Regions from separate parts of the Ovis aries genome. Here region 2 is linked to region 1. The links are chromatin contacts, called in public Hi-C maps. All regions are on one chromosome and are shown on one strand. The core of a region is the stretch at or near the end of the contact, and the rest is flanking DNA. Distances in the headings are between cores, read along the strand shown. Region 1 holds the start of RENBP (renin binding protein). Region 2 holds the start of SSR4 (signal sequence receptor subunit 4).

The links. Hi-C and Micro-C count contacts between places; a contact is called where the count stands out from the background.
Region 2: a Hi-C map of tail adipose tissue shows a contact between it and region 1, with 4 times the contacts expected there. The contact joins the promoter of SSR4 here to the promoter of RENBP in region 1. A contact is called at or near these places in 7 of 16 Hi-C or Micro-C datasets (blood, hypothalamus, liver and 3 more).

What each region holds. Positions count from the first base shown.
Region 1 is chrX:80,341,538-80,344,634 of ARS-UI_Ramb_v3.0, forward strand. It overlaps RENBP (renin binding protein), which reads left to right and starts at 1,683. Exons shown (of 11, transcript XM_004022782.5): 1 at 1,683-1,760; 2 at 2,058-2,167; 3 at 2,334-2,409; 4 at 2,582-2,657; 5 at 2,856-3,028. The coding sequence starts at 1,734. It overlaps LOC132658819 (a long non-coding RNA gene), which reads right to left and starts at 1,604. Exons shown (of 2, transcript XR_009598871.1): 1 at 1,453-1,604; 2 at 1-1,163.
Region 2 is chrX:80,488,385-80,491,486 of ARS-UI_Ramb_v3.0, forward strand. It overlaps SSR4 (signal sequence receptor subunit 4), which reads right to left and starts at 1,715. Exons shown (of 6, transcript XM_042242265.1): 1 at 1,459-1,715. The coding sequence starts at 1,525. It overlaps IDH3G (isocitrate dehydrogenase (NAD(+)) 3 non-catalytic subunit gamma), which reads left to right and starts at 1,842. Exons shown (of 11, transcript XM_027963525.2): 1 at 1,842-1,962. The coding sequence starts at 1,882.

The DNA of each region.
Region 1 (3,097 bases), core at 433-2,932:
GCAACAGGCGGCTACTAACCCCTGCACCTCTCCACTCAGGGCACACCATGGCACCTCACCCCAGCACATGCTCCTCTGTTGGAATCATGGAGTCTTGTGAGTATGGGGTCCTGTCAGTCCCTTGCCATGCCAACTCTGACCTGACTCAGAGCCCAGGCACCTCATGTCTTTGGGGGGCCCGTGGGGGGTGGTGGTGGCAGGCAGAGGCCCAGGCACATGTCCTTCAGGCTACAGCAGCGGGGGCAATGTCCAGGGGCGGGAGGACGTGGGCCAACTGTGGGGCGGAGAGTCCACCTGAGGGACTCCAGAGAGAAGTCACGGGGTGAGGAGCACCGCCCGCTTTTACCTCAGGGTTGGCCCATGACTCGACGGCCGTGTCTGAGGCAGGAACCTCAGAACCTTCCCCGGAGCAAGGCTAATCTTTGGCTAGGCATGTTACAGGAAGGCAGGGGAAGGCTGGGTGGAAGGGACACGCCAGGAATAATGACAGGCATCTGCAGCTGGGTGGCTGATACCAAGCCAGCTGGGCCCCCAGCCGGGAAACCACCCCCCCAAGCATGAGGTTATATGGGGGACACACAGCGGCTGCAGGGCGCACTTACCTGCAGGGCGCCCACAGTCTCGTCGGGACAAGCACACAGCATGCCAGGCTCCTGTCCCTGGGCTGTACGGATGAGGCAGAGGCCCAGTTACATCTTTGGCAAACAGGGCGCCCCCCCCCCGAAGCCCAAGCTTCCCCAAGCCCCCAATGGGAGCTCAGGGTCCCGGAAACGGTCCCTCCACATAATTCTTCCATTGGCTGGGCAAGAAGAGGAAGTTTGACCCGCCTTCTTCGGAGCACCCAACGTAATCTGACAGTCCAGAAAAGCAGACTGGGTGCTGGAAGACCTGGAGAACTCCGACTCTGAGGACCTTGCTCTTCACTTGCACAGTTCCCGCCTGACTGTCGAGTGGCATCTCTGGGGTGAAGAGGTCAGGGGCTGTGGAGCGGATTCCAAAGAGAGAGGACTTGGCCGCCCTGTGGTGTCACAGGTCAGCGGGGCCTCAGCGTTCAGCCATTTTCCAGCTATCTCTTCTCTTGGACTTCCCTGGTGGTTCAGATGGTAAAGAGTTTGCCTGCGATGCTGGAGACCTGGGTTCGATCCCTGGGTTGGGAAGATCCCCTGGAGAAGGGAATGGCAACCCACTCCAGTGCTCTGGCCTGGAGATTCCCATAGACGTAGGAGCCTGGCAGGCTAGAGTCCATGGGGTCCCCAAGAGTCAGAAGCGACTTCACTGTCACTTTTTCTTCTCCTGGACACCTGGGCTCATGCTCTGCCCTACCCTTCCCTGCCCCGGGGCGGGGAGGGGGGCCCTCAGGCGGGGAGACGTGGCTGGAGGAGGGAAGACAGCCCTGAGTTCACTCTTTCCTCCCCCCTTCTACCCCAATCCCAGAACGTCCTGCCAACTCACCCAGCACTTCCCACCAGGAGGGCATTGAATGGAGGGCGCCCAGCAGCGGAGCTCCAGCGGCCTCAGCCTCCCTGCCGGAGTGGGGGGTGGGGTCCGCCCGGGGGCGTGACCTGAGGGTGGGTGTGGCAGTGAGCCAGCCAAGCCCCGCCCCCGCTGCAGGCTCGGCCCCCGGGCCGGGCGGAACCTGGGGGGTAGAGGTGGGTGGTGCTAGGCTGGGTCAGCTGAGTGACAGTCACGCGACAGCACTCCGCTCCGTGTGGCTTCCTGGAAGACAAGGAGTGATGAGCCGGGGTCTCCGAGTGTGGCAGGCCAGTGCTCGGCGGCCCGGGGAAGGGGCGCGGGCTGGGGGTGGTCGGTGTTGTCCTGGAAAAGGCCGTCCAGGATGGGGGGCGGGGACGAGGGGTTCAGTCCCGGGGCCCATCTTGGTCAGGAGGGCAGACCTGCCCCGGGGCGGGGGGGGTTCCCGAGGCTCCGAGTCAGGCAGCCCTAGGGGGCCACTCGAGCCTGGGGTGACCTGCAGCCCCGGGGAGTCCACCTACGGGACGGGCACCCGAGAAGACGGGACGCCCTCTGGGGGAGCCGTGTCTCCAAGTCTCTCTCCACAGGACATGGAGAAGGAGCAAGAGAAGCTGCGGGCCTGGAAGGAGCGCGTGGCGCGCGAGCTGGATCGCGTGGTGGCTTTCTGGCTGGATCATTCCCACGACCAGGAGCAGGGGTGCGCGCCTCGCCTTTCTGGGGGCCTTGGACTGGGTTTTTCTCTCCTCTGGAGCCCCTGCACCTCACTCTGGGCTGACTGCCATCTGTGGGGCACCACCCCCAGCCCCTAGGCCCCCTCACCAGCCCCCTACCGCGAACTCGGCTAACGCCAGCGTGTCCCGCAGGGGCTTCTTCACGTGCCTTGGCCGCGACGGGCGGGTGTACGATGACCTCAAGTACGTCTGGCTGCAGGGGAGGCAGGTATGGACGAGGCGTGCCATGGGGCGCCCGGGACTGGAACCGGCGCGCTGGGTCCTGCCTGAGTTCGCACACCGGGCAGGGATCGCGGCTCACCGCCCTCCTTCCCAAGGCCCTGAGGACGGCGGCCCCCCACTTGAGCCACGACCCCTCCGCTCCCTCACCCCCCACCTAGGTGTGGATGTACTGTCGCTTGTACCGCCAGTTTGAGCGCTTCCGCCGCCCGGAGCTTTTGAATGCAGCTAAAGCAGGTGCCCTCCCCTCCCAGTCCCCGTCTCCCCAGAAGCCACTCCCGGTGATCCCGGTAGCCGCGCGGTGCTCCCAGTTGCCTGCTTGCCAGCCGGCTCTGGAAGCCCCCCAAGGACGCCGGGTGCCCACCGATGGGGAGGTAGGCGCCGGCTGGGGCACCCCCAGCGCGCCTTCCAGCGTGACACCTTCCTGACCACCAGGTGGCGAGTTTTTGCTGCGTTATGCCCAAGTGGCACCTCCTGCAAAGAAATGTGCCTTTGTGCTGACCAGGGACGGCCGCCCAGTCAAGGTGCAGCGGACCATCTTCAGCGAGTGTTTTTACACCATGGCCATGAATGAGCTGTGGAGGGTGACTGGGGATGCGCGGTACCAGGTGCGGGGGAGGATGGGCACACTGTACATCTCCGTGCCCTCACTTTCGCTGGCTCCTGGTACCTGGGTG
Region 2 (3,102 bases), core at 465-2,964, 150 kb after region 1:
CTCTGTGCCTGGACCTATAGACAGAAAAGCCATGCAATGGTTTAGAGACACAGCCTGCCCTGGAACACCCCAAAAGCTCAGGGCCAGGCTGACCTCAATTCAGAGCCGCAAGGCCCTAGCTAGTTGACTGAAGGTGTGCTCTGCAGACATAAAAGCACAAAAACTTATGCAGGCTTCCCACATGAAGGGTCTCTGCCCCAGTTGACAGAAAGCCAAGACTGGTCCCAGCGGTTCTGGAGGAAAGGAAATGGGCGATCTGGGTCCAGAAGCACAACTTCTCCTCCTGCTGCGCTGAAAGGACACACCCTCACCATCACTACACTGCTAGAGGCCACAGGGAAGGAAAGGTGCCACCTAAACCACCAGGCGCCAACTGCTCTAACGCATGCAGGGCAGGGCCATGACTTGGGCTGAGGCTTAGGACTGAACCAGTGGGAGGAAGATGCCTGGGAACGTCGGTGGGAAGTGGCTCTCAGGAGCCACGTTCCCCAGATGCTTCCACACTTTGCCAAGTTTGACCTTCCTCCAAACAAGGGAAAGCACAGTTTCACAGTCAGGTTTGTCCTTTCCAGGCATCACTGCCTACAGGATGGGTAGTTCCTGAGGAGCCAGTGACCAGGGTGCAGGTGGGGTGGCCACTGAGGCTGGTGAAACACTCCCAGCTTCAGGGGCGCTGGCTTGAAGTAGGGCAGATAAAGTGAAAGTGCTCAAAGTGATCCTAACCCAGTCCAGATCCCCAGGCCCATTGTGGGCTCCTGGAAGGACCTCCTGCTAAACACACTTCTGGACCCCAGTGTCAGTCAGAACTCAGCCCAGCCACTGTTAACAACCTCTCAAGAATGTGAAGCCATCTGGCTCTGCTGAAAAACTCTATACGGATCCAACAAGGCCTTAGGGGACACAAACCAAGCGTCTGATCTAGACACTCATCTTTCCCTCTTCAGGTCCCTTCTAACTCGTCCGCACTCTGGGCCCCTCTGCCTGGACCGTCTCTGCTTCACTCGGAGCCCCATTCCTAGGGAGGCCTGACCCCACATCGGGTCAGGTGGTTCCTCTCCACCGGCTCAGTTTCTCGCTCCGATCGCCCTAAAATGCAGAGCTTTGCTCCTGTCCAACCCCACCCCCCTACCCCCAGATCCGGGGCTCTAGGAGTGGCGGCAGGGACGAGTGTCACTTTCCCTGCTGGAGCTGGGGCCAGGCGCACAGAAAGGCTCTGGGAGTCTTCCTCACTGGAGCAGACGGGGCACAGATCAGGCTGTTTCTTCCAGCAGCTCAGCTGCTAGGTGAACGTGTGTGGTGCACGAGAGCGTGGTGGCCTCGGCCGCCGCGACCAGAGACCACCTGCCTCTCGAAGGGAGAAGGCCCAGACCCCCGCTCTGCCCGCATCCGTCCTCCCCCGACGCACCACCAGTCGTGGGTGAGAGACTCGCCAGAAAAGAACTCCGGCCAGGCCGCTACCTGAGCAGCAGGAGAGACCGGACAGCAGCAGTAGCGCCAGGGCGCCGAGAGATGCCAGCGCCGCCATCGCTTGTTCTCTGCCAAGGAAAAAAGAGAACAGTTAGCTTGAACACGAGGAGTAGACGAGGAAGCGCGACGCGTCAGCAGCCACCGCAGCCAATCGGGCGCCGGCGGGCTGGGCGGGCCTGTGATGTCGCCGGCGATACTGACGTGTCTCCTCCCCGGACCAGGCGCCCAGCCGGCCGCCCCCCAAAGATGGCGGCGGCGGCGCCTCTGGCGCCGGAAAAAGGCGTGGGAAACCGGCGCGGCCGTGTGCGTGCGTACTGCCGGGACCACGCCCCCTCCCGAGACGTCGCGCTCCGCCGAGCTCTCGCGAGAACGACAGCTGCGTGTCGGAACCTGCGGCTGCCTTCACGTTCTGTCATGGCGCTGAAGGTGGCGACGGCCGCGGGCGGCGCTGTGAAGGCAGCGCTCAGGCCGGCCCTCCTCTGGCGTCCTTGGGAGGTGAGAGGGAGGAGCGGCCCAAGGGGACAGCCGCCGCGCTCACTAAGAGGTGTTAGCACCTCGGCGAGATTAGGCGGGCTGCCGCCACGCTCGGACCGTTCTGGAGCCCGATTGGCTGCAGGCCTCGCAGGGAGGGGAGAGTTTCGCGGCCTGGGGTTGATTGGCCACCTCCGCTGTCAGTGAAGGGGTTAGCTGAAGTTGACCCTGGTCTGGCGCTCCAGGAGTCTGCATGTGGTGGCGGGGGAGCTCCCGGCGAGCGGGTGGCAGTGTCACTTCCCAGTGTCCTTGTGGGAACCCTCGTGAGGCGGTTGCGTGTCCGGCCCGCCTTGCTCTTGTGCTCTTGGGAATCCATTCCCGGCCGCCCGTCCTCCTCGGGTTTCCCTCCTATGAACCGCTTTGCCACCTCTCCCAGTGGAGGTGGCCTGTCGGACTTTTCGGTGCCCCAGGGGCTTTCCCCAGCCTGCAGGCGCTGGGAATGGGAAGGAGCTAGGATTCCTGAAGCTGGCGGCGGGTCGGGAGGCCGCGAGGGCTTTGCTTCCGTCGTTCTCCGTTTAGGATCTTGCTTATTCGGGTCTGATTCCTCTCGTGACACACTTCCATGAGGATAGTGTAGTCCCTAGGTGGGTGGGAAGTCCGAATCGTCATCAAGTCTGGACTGTCCCGAAGGGATGAAAGGTCTGACCTCTCTCTCTGGGCTCCAGTTTCCCCTCACTGTCAAAGGATCCACCCACCTCTGACCTTCCAGAACTCAGTGACTTTGCTGACACTCCTTGCGGTCACATCTCCTGGCATGCTTCCCCGCTCTGAGCCCTTGGGAAGGCTGGCCTGTCGCAGCTTCTGCCTTATTAAATTCTGTGTAAAATGCTGACTTCTCCCACTTGCTGGCAAGAGGCTTTCCAAAGGTCCCTGGCCTCTAGGCTCTTGCAGGATCCTGGTGGAGACATTTGTCTCCTTGCTGACTTCGCCTGTGTGTGTGCTTGTGTCCATATTGGGGCGGGAATGAGGAGACTGAAAGGCTGCTAGGTGGGCAGTGCCTTGCCCCGAGATTTGTTGTCTTGGATATGGGAACCTTTAGAGATGAAGCCCGGATCTTTGGTCCCAGTTAGTGGGACCTTGTGGGAAAACATGCAGACACCATTG